Regions from separate parts of the Sus scrofa genome. Here regions 2 and 3 are each linked to region 1. A link is a contact called in public Hi-C and HiChIP or PLAC-seq data. All regions are on one chromosome and are shown on one strand. The core of a region is the stretch at or near the end of the contact, and the rest is flanking DNA. Distances in the headings are between cores, read along the strand shown.

Region 1 (2,788 bases), core at 9-2,508:
ATAGCAACTTGGGATCTGAACCCTGTCTGCAGCCTACATCACATCTCATGGCACTGCGGGATCCTTAACCTGCTGAGTGAGGCCAGGGATCAAACCCGTATCTTCATGGATACTGGTTGGGTTCATTACCACTGAGCCATGATGGGAACGCCCCCAAAATTAATTATTTTTAAAAATAATGAAACTACTTCAGCTGCACAGACCACTCTCTCTCCCAGGATATCTCCCACAAACATACCCTATTTTTTGAAAACGAAAGTCGGCATGGGTTGCGGGGGTGGGGATATCTTTTTTAGCCATACCTGACATTTAGTATGTTACCTATAATCAATCAATTTTAAATTTGATGTAGCAAAACTCAAAACTTGGTTAAAACAATAGTGGAAGAGCAATTGTGGTCACAACCACTATGTTGTGTAGTAGGTGTGACCACAAAGTTTGGTTCAGGTCCAAGCTCTGACACATACCAACACTGTGACATTGAGCAAGTCGCATAAGCTCTTTGGGTTACAATATCCCACCTCATAGGATTATTATCTGAATAAGAAAATACAAAGTGCTCAGCCTGACGTTTAGTAAGCCCTCATGAATGATGGTTGCTTGAATTGTTTTTAAAATCTCCAGAGTTGTGTGATGTGTTAAGGATGCACATGGAAAACCTCAGAGGACAAGAGAAGATAAGCAATGAGATTTTCTGTGTAATTTCTGCCTGCCCCATTTAAGTTCCTCAGAAATAGATTAAAATTCTAACCCCAATACCTAGCATATGGCCTTGATTCCTACTGGACAAAAAAAAAAAAAAAAAAAAAAAAAAAAAAATCAATTCTAAAGCTTTGGTAAATATTATATCAAAAGGTTCATAGAGACCAAAGGGTGATTATGTACTTTACTGAATTGATGGGTAGAATTCCTGCCCCCTCCCACTTCCTCCCCACACCAATACTAAGATACACACAACACACATATACACACACCAGTTTTATTGGTGGAAGTTCTTAAAATAACTTTTCTATCCAAAGTGATGTTTTATTAGTTGTTGTTTTTTGTACTTGAATAAGGGTGATAAGAGTTTAGCTGTGAGAAGCTATCAAGGTGTCATACCTCAGAACCAGAGAGACTTTGGTGCTGCAGTCTTGGCCCCCACAGGCTGGGGGAGAAGTAAAGTGAACAAGAACAGATGGCAATGATCAGGTCATCAAGATTGGCCCCAGTGAAGGCAGCCAGGACTTGTGGTTACAGTGCCCCCTACAGGCACAACACAGCCATCGCGTCTTCCATCACAGAAGTGGTCAGTCCCTGACTGCCAGTTGAGCTCCACGAGCACAGCAAGCAAGAATCCTAAGACGCTTTGAGAAGTGCTCAAGAGCCAGGCTGTCTTTGGCGGGGGCAGGGGGTGGGTACGGGGAGAAGCCCTGTCTCTAGGGGCAGGACTCCTGTGAACAGATGGCGCATACCAGACCAGAGCATGCAGCTCCTGGGGAGGAAGCCTGGAAATAGCGAGACAGTGTCCAGACTGGGTTTGCACGAGCCTCCTGTCCCAAAAGGAAGTAGTGGTTCAGCCTACACAGCACAAGTCAGGCTGGGGATGGCAGACCACAGCATGTTCCTAACCCCACAGACGAGGTCCAGACAGGAAATCAGGTTACTGAGGGGCCCTGTGACGCATGGCTTGCTGTCCTCCAAACCCTGATACCACTGAACAAGACCAAGGAAAAGGGAGACAGTGTCTCTGGGTTCCAGAACACTACTTTGCCTAAGCATTTTTTCTGAGGAAAGCATATGACGTGTTCACTTTATAAATGTTCTTTAAACCATACATACATTCTTCTGTCTAAATGAAATATCTTGTAGTAATAAAAGAAGGCATTTGGAGTCATAACATGAGAAGCAAATTACGGAGGCTGTTTGTTGTGTTTCTTGGTACTCCTGTTGGTGGGCAGGTGTGCTGGGAAGAACATCTTGTCATATCCCAGTTCTCCATCTCTGAACATATCAGGTCTTTCTTAAAGATTTACTTTTTATTATTTTTTTTAATTTTGTAAATCACACCAAGTAGTCTAGAAAGCCAGAGGGATTCCCTGCTTAAATTCCTACCTGTTACTGAGACACTGGCCTTGAAAATATACAAAGTTTAAGAAATAACGTTCCTAAAACTATATTAATTTATACTCAAAATAAGCTAAACTATACCAGTTGTATATCTGTTAAAATATTTCTTCTCAAAGTTTTAACTTAAAATCCCCTTCATTACAAAAGCAGTATACAGATAAAAATAAAATAAAAACAGCAGACTCTCATTACCCAGATGAGATGTTTTTTGTCTTTTTGCCTTTTCTAGGGCCGCTCCTGCGGCATATGGAGGTTCCCAGGCTAGGGGTCTAATTGGAGCTGTTGCTGCCGGCCTACACCACAGCTCATGGCAATACCGGATCCCCAACCCACGGAGCAAGGTCAGGGATTGAGCCCGCAACCTCGTGGTTCCTAGTCAGATTTGTCAACCACTGCGCCATGACGGGAACTCCCAGATGACGTTAACTGTTAACCCCTTAGTGTATATCCTTCTGGATGTTTTCCTGGATGGACTTTTTTTTTTTTTTTTAAACCCAAATGATATGTTTTTAATTGACTTCTGAAAAGAGCAGTTTTAGTTTACAGTAAAGTTGAGAAAGTACAGGAAATTCCTGTCCACTCTCTGCCTCCACACATTATCAACATCCCTCCCCAGAATGGTCCTTTTTTTTTTTAAACCAAGGATGAACCTACATTGAATTTCATCATTACCCGGAAT
Region 2 (2,805 bases), core at 230-2,729, 270 kb before region 1:
AAATTAGATTCTTTCATACTATTTAAAATTGAGATGAAGGAGTTCTTGTCATGGTGCAGTGGTTAACAAATCTGACGAGGAACCATGAAGTTGCGGATTCAATCCCTCACCTTGCTCAGTGGGTTTAAGGATCCAGCGTTGCCGTGAGCTGTGGTGTAGGTCACAGACGCGGCTCAGATCCCGCATTGCTGTGGCTCTGGCATAGGCTGGCGGCTACAGCTCTGATTCGACCCCTAGCCTGGGAACCTCTGGCCCAAGAAATGGCAAAAAGACAAAAAAACCAAAAAAACAACAACAACAAAAAAAAAACTTGAGACGAAAAACCTTATATGTCAACTTAAACATGTGCAGGGGGGAACACAGTTATAATTCTTTTAGCAGGCATGCAAACAAAAACTCTCTGGAAAACATTGAGATAAACCATCATCTAGTGAGAACCAGGTGCCAGTCATTCTGGAGCACAATATGGAAGTGACAGAGCCTTAAAATCAGATGTTATAAATCTCTGGAGTATTTTAGGGTCACACGAAGAAAGGCACTGGGGAAGCATCTTATACTGTCCTAAGGTGGTGAGATCTTTTAATTAAAATAGTGTAATTATTGTTATTACTTGAGAACCTGCCTTTATTTCCTAAAATCATGTTTTCTTTCATATATATGAGTGTGTGCATGTGTGTGTCTAATTGTTTGGCGTCATGGTAAAGAGAAGGTTTTGGGGTCCTTTTACCAAAACATCAGTGAGCTTGCAATTGGTGCAGGGTTGCACCCTAGTACCTTTCCGTGACGGCATGTCCACAGCTGTCCCTGAAGCAGTGAATTAGATGAGCTTCTGAGTCGTCTGGGTCCTTGGAGGATAGCAGATCAAGGTAACAAAGGCAGAGTGTGTTTTCAAGGATTATGGCCGTCTTTTTCGGATGATGTGGGCATGTGTGAACAATTTCTGTTTTTCAGATTGTGTACTAAAGTCTGATGGGACCCCACGGACTCTCACACCCAGCTGAATTGTCAAAGAGCTTCAGCAGGTCAAGGGTGAGAGTCTGCAGATGGCATGGTCTCGGCCATGGTCCCAATGATACCTGGCAGGCCAGGGTGGAGCATAACACAGGTGGAGAACCAGGAGGGAATGGGGGGGGGAAGAGAAAGAGAAAGAGGAAGGGAAAGCCTGCACTGGGAGGCTCAGAAACCACCCCCTGCACCCTGCTGTCCTCTCTGAGGTGTTTTATGGGTCACCTGCTGGGGCTGCTGCTGGAGGTCCAGTGCCCCTGTGACAGGCTGTGCAGATACCCTGCTTGATCTCCTGACTTACTTTGCTCACTGTATTGTTGGACATGATACTGTTAAGGAAACTTTCTTGGGGACCCTTTTCCACTTGGAATTGCCGATGGTAGTGTCTTGCTGTGGGGTTGTGCTTGGCCAGACCCTGCCCTTGGGCATTTTCAAGCTTTCCCTGAGCTGGCATAGCCATGACCCAGGTCTCCCGCAGGTCTTTGTAGTGTGTTCAGAGTGTGCGGTAGCCTTTGGGAGCAGGTGATTCCTAAATATTGCCCAACTAATAACTATTTGGAAAGCCAGACAAGATCCCAGTGGAACCCTTTTGAGCTAAGTGCTGCTTGCCTTTAAAAGAGCAAGGCAGGCTTCAAAGCCACTTCTGTTTGGCTCTGTTATTAATCTCTTTAGGAAATGATTCCTTAGGGAACCGGGATAAGAGGACCCGCTGCCTGCAAAACAGCTGCCTCGCCACTAAGTCTTTAGAAAGAGACAATGGAAAATAATCTAGTACAACAAGGGCTATTGTCCAGAGTGACATTTCCCTCCTTCCCCTGAGTTGAAACAGTTGTGTTGAAACACGGAAAAGTAATTATAAATTGGGGGGTGGGGGTGGGAGTCATCCCTTTTGCTGTTTCTTTCTTACACAATGCTCATGGGAGATCATGCTTTTTAGCAGTTTGTTTCCTCCCTGGTTTTTGAACAGAATCCCCCCCCCCCCAAAAAAATCTGACACTAAATTAATCAGGCAAAAGTATAGAATGTCAGAGGGATTACATTGGATTCTGGGTAATCATTGGTTGGCCTTTGAGCTGTTGACATGCCAGATGTCTTTGGCATCAGTGAAATGATAAATGTTCATGTGATCAGACTGGTTCTCGTGAAAGGCTCACAGGAGGTCATTAAGCTTCTTTCTAGTTCCCAGATTTTGTTTGGATCTGAGTCTGTGTCCTCTGGGCTAAGGTCTACCCTTGAAGATCCTTCAGGACAATAGGCTGTCATTTTTACCTGTGTATCCATATAGCAGAAAAGAAGATAACATTATATGGTTGCAAATGTGGAACTATCAAAAGTATAAAGAAAAGGGATCATCTATAACCCCATCATCAGAAATAACCTACAGTTATTTTTTAAAGTCTATCCTTCATGTCTTTATATTTTTTATTTCTGTATTTGATGTATTTTAACAACAGGATCATGCAATATTTACCATTCCGTATTGTGGTTCTTTTATTTAACGATAGATTGCAAGCTAATGAATTTATCTCTTTTGCAGAAGATAAACACTTGAACATGTGAATTGCTATAATTTTAGTTAATTAGTGTAGTCTGGCTTTGGAGGGAGCAATTGCCCTGATTTTTACCTCTGTTTTCTAACACTGGCAGTGAGTATCTAAAAGTCACTTGTTTTCTTCATATGCTGGAAATAGCCTTTATTTGAGATCTCATGCCTCTAATGATGTGCTTCCTATTAGAGGTGGAGAGGGAATAGGCTTTCTCAGAGATTCAGTCCGAACTTTCTTCTTAAAGGGACCTACC
Region 3 (2,717 bases), core at 28-2,527, 300 kb before region 1:
AAAACCTTAAGAGTATGTTACTGTTAGATAAGATCTGACTATATGGCCAACCCTGGAATGAATTGTTTAGGATGTGGATATAACTCAATATTTAAGTACGGAGCTTACCAAAGATTTCTTTGGCAGAAGTGCTGAAATAATTTCAGAGGTAGGAGGTTCCACTAGGATGGGAAGTGGGAAGACATAGCACAGTCTGTGTGCTAAGACAAAAATGTCAATTTAACCACGAATGCAAAAGCAAAGAAAGAAATTTTACAAAACCGCAATAAGGATGGAGAACTAAAATGAAGCTCCAAACCATGTCCATTAGAAAAAGACAACTAGCTGTGTTAAGTTACATATCAAATCAAAAAAGAAGGGAGTCAGGTGGGGGATAAATATATAGATTAAAGGTAAAAGAATTGGGCTAGGAATTCTAAAGATAATCCCCCAGCAGCTTTCAAAGTTTGATTTTTTTGCCCTCTGCACCGGATAAAAGGACAACTTGAAAGTTAGGTAAAGCCAAAGAAGCTGTGAAGATTTTCTCTCAAGCCACGAGAGCCAATTGCCGCTTCTTTCCTCTTGCTCCAAGGACCCAGCTCCACCAATCCCGGAGAATGCCAAGGGCAGTCAATGAGCAACGGGAGAAGCTCTGAGAGCCACACACTCTCCCTTCAGAGGCTGCACGAGCCAGCCACTGAGAAAATCTGGGGCGTGCAAGGCAGCGACCAGTCTGCAACTGGAAATCCGCCCGAACCCAAATAAAACTTATCTTCAGAGGCCAAAGCAAGCAAATCGAAGCGGGGGTAGGGTACTGGCGAAGAAAACGCTGCTAATCCCAGAGTTAACAGCACACAGGCCGGAACCTGACCTGACCCACGCCCACTCACTCGGCAGAGAGCGCAAAGGTGCGAGCTCCAAAGGCAGGATAAACGCTCAGAGAACTTCCTTGGCTTCGGAAAAGCCATTCCATCCCATTTTCTCTTCCTTCTCAGAAAGACCCCTTCAAGTTGCCGCCGCCCACCCCACCATGTCCCTCGGGGCCCCTCATGTGGCCCCTTCGCGCCCCCAGGTGGCCTTAGAGCTGGGGTCCGCCCCGCAGTCAGCTGCACTCTAGGTGGGAGAAAAAGGAAAATAAACCACTTGCACCTCAGAGGTACTGTACTCACCCTCATAAGTGAAAACTCCGGCTCCGCCGCTGCTGCCATCACCGTCTTCCTCCTTTTGGGGAGCAGCCCCCTGGGTCTTGGGAGCAGCCATTACGCGGCTGAAGAAAAAAGGGAGGGTCACGGGCAGGAGCGCAACCAATGGAAACGCGCCTAGAAACGAAGTCCCCATCGACGCGGCGTTTCCTCCACTCCCACGCCGTGCCGTCACGTTCTGGGCCAATAGGACGTGACGATCAGAACATAACCCCGCCCTACATGCTAGTGCCACGCCCCCTTCCGGGATGGAGAGACCCAGAACTACAATTCCCAGTGTGCTGCGCAGGCTCTGGGCAGGGAGGGCTGGAAGAGGCGCTGGCGGGCGGGGGTGCGCCCGAGAGTGCCCCGGCGTGTTCGCTTAGTTCAGTGAATCAGAACAATGACTGCGCCGCTGGGTTCCCGGGAGCGCGTCGGAGGACTGTGAGCAGCCGCCGCCTGGAGAGCGGCGGGCGGCGCAGCCTCGGCCGCGCGGTGTCAACCTCGGACTCGCGAGCTTCCAGTGCAGACCCTGCCCAGCGCCCGCAGCCCGCGCGGAGCCGCCGGGCTCCAGCGCTGCAGACGCTACTCCGGAGCTGTGCATTGTTGTGAGCTGGAGAAGGGGTGAGGGGATTACAAAGCCCGAAGACCCCGAACCCCTCTTTAGCCATGTGGATACCTACAGAGCACGAGAAATACGGCGTGGGTGAGTCTCCGCGGGGCGAACTTTTTATTCCGCTCTGGCCGGAGCGGGTGCGTATTTCGCGTCCTTGCCCTGGCGACTCTCTCTTCTCCCGGCTGGAAATGCCTCATCCTGGCATCGCGCTGCGGGTTCGGGGCTTTACCCAGCCAGCTCCGGGCAGAGGGGTGCGCTCTGGGGTCTCGCCGCTCAGCGTCTGATGGGCGCTCCGGGCAGCGGCTGGGGGGAGCGCGCGACCAGCCCGCCCGCTGCAGGCTCTGCCTGCGGAGTTTGTAGTGGCGACGGGGCGTGTGTGTGTCAAGTTGCAAGAGGAGAGCGAACCGCGTTCCTCTCCAGCTGCTACCTTTCCCCAAGGCGGCAAGGGCTGTAACGATTTCCCGGGTGGAGAGGGAGACAACAACAATCGCGCTAAGTGAACAGCCCCAAAACAGAAGGGAGGCGCAGAACCTTCCCTCTGCCTCCCTTCAGCATTCCCAGAGTGCGGAATGTGGCACCGTCCTCAAAAGAGACGGTCAGACAGAGTCCGGCCGGGGACTCTCATCCCGGGTTACCCTGTGTGTGTGTTGACGGGCGGGGGGGATTGGTAAATTTCAACATCTGCGTCGCTCTGCTCTTTGGTCTTTGGAGGGGAACCGGTATTTCAGCAATGTTTTTACTTCTGATCACCCTCTCTGCCCGGGGTGAGCCGGTGGGGGTGGTGATGGAGGACAGCTGTGGAGCGATAATGGGGAGAGGGAATCGGAAAGCTTGGGTCTTAGAGGCACGGAGACGGCTTTTGGGGAAGGACTACCCTGACACTGGTGTTTGGAGGAGAAGGAACAGGGTAACGCTCGCCGTTCTGTGCAAAGGTGAACAAC

What was found. Hi-C and Micro-C count contacts between places; a contact is called where the count stands out from the background. HiChIP or PLAC-seq counts read pairs in DNA pulled down with a chosen protein or histone mark.
Region 2: a Hi-C map of liver shows a contact between it and region 1, with 4 times the contacts expected there. The contact joins two enhancer-like sites. A contact is called at or near these places in 1 of 47 Hi-C or Micro-C datasets (liver) and 2 of 2 datasets of contacts at active chromatin or transcription factors (alveolar macrophages and skeletal muscle).
Region 3: a contact with region 1 is called in an H3K27ac HiChIP or PLAC-seq map of alveolar macrophages. The contact joins the promoter of ZNF277 here to the enhancer-like site in region 1. A contact is called at or near these places in 3 of 5 promoter capture datasets (fetal liver and liver), 12 of 47 Hi-C or Micro-C datasets (alveolar macrophages, brain, embryonic fibroblasts and 5 more) and 2 of 2 datasets of contacts at active chromatin or transcription factors (alveolar macrophages and skeletal muscle).

What each region holds. Positions count from the first base shown.
Region 1 is chr18:33,721,288-33,724,075 of Sscrofa11.1, forward strand. All of the region lies in intron 16 of DOCK4 (dedicator of cytokinesis protein 4), which reads left to right. Among named protein-coding and RNA genes, the nearest start is that of IMMP2L, 280 kb to the right of the region's middle. Within about 2 kb of position 1,259, at least 14 of the 83 cell types and tissues checked have an H3K27ac peak or open chromatin away from gene starts, as enhancers often do. A contact at or near this core is called in alveolar macrophages, brain and liver, where this site is marked.
Region 2 is chr18:33,452,367-33,455,171 of Sscrofa11.1, forward strand. The region is part of intron 1 of DOCK4 (dedicator of cytokinesis protein 4); the gene reads left to right. Among named protein-coding and RNA genes, the nearest start is that of DOCK4, 31 kb to the left of the region's middle. Within about 2 kb of position 1,480, at least 3 of the 83 cell types and tissues checked have an H3K27ac peak or open chromatin away from gene starts, as enhancers often do. A contact at or near this core is called in liver, where this site is marked.
Region 3 is chr18:33,421,738-33,424,454 of Sscrofa11.1, forward strand. ZNF277 (zinc finger protein 277) reads right to left here and starts at 1,278. Exons shown (of 12, transcript XM_021079287.1): 1 at 1,149-1,278. DOCK4 (dedicator of cytokinesis protein 4) reads left to right here and starts at 1,462. Exons shown (of 54, transcript XM_021079277.1): 1 at 1,462-1,866. The coding sequence starts at 1,830.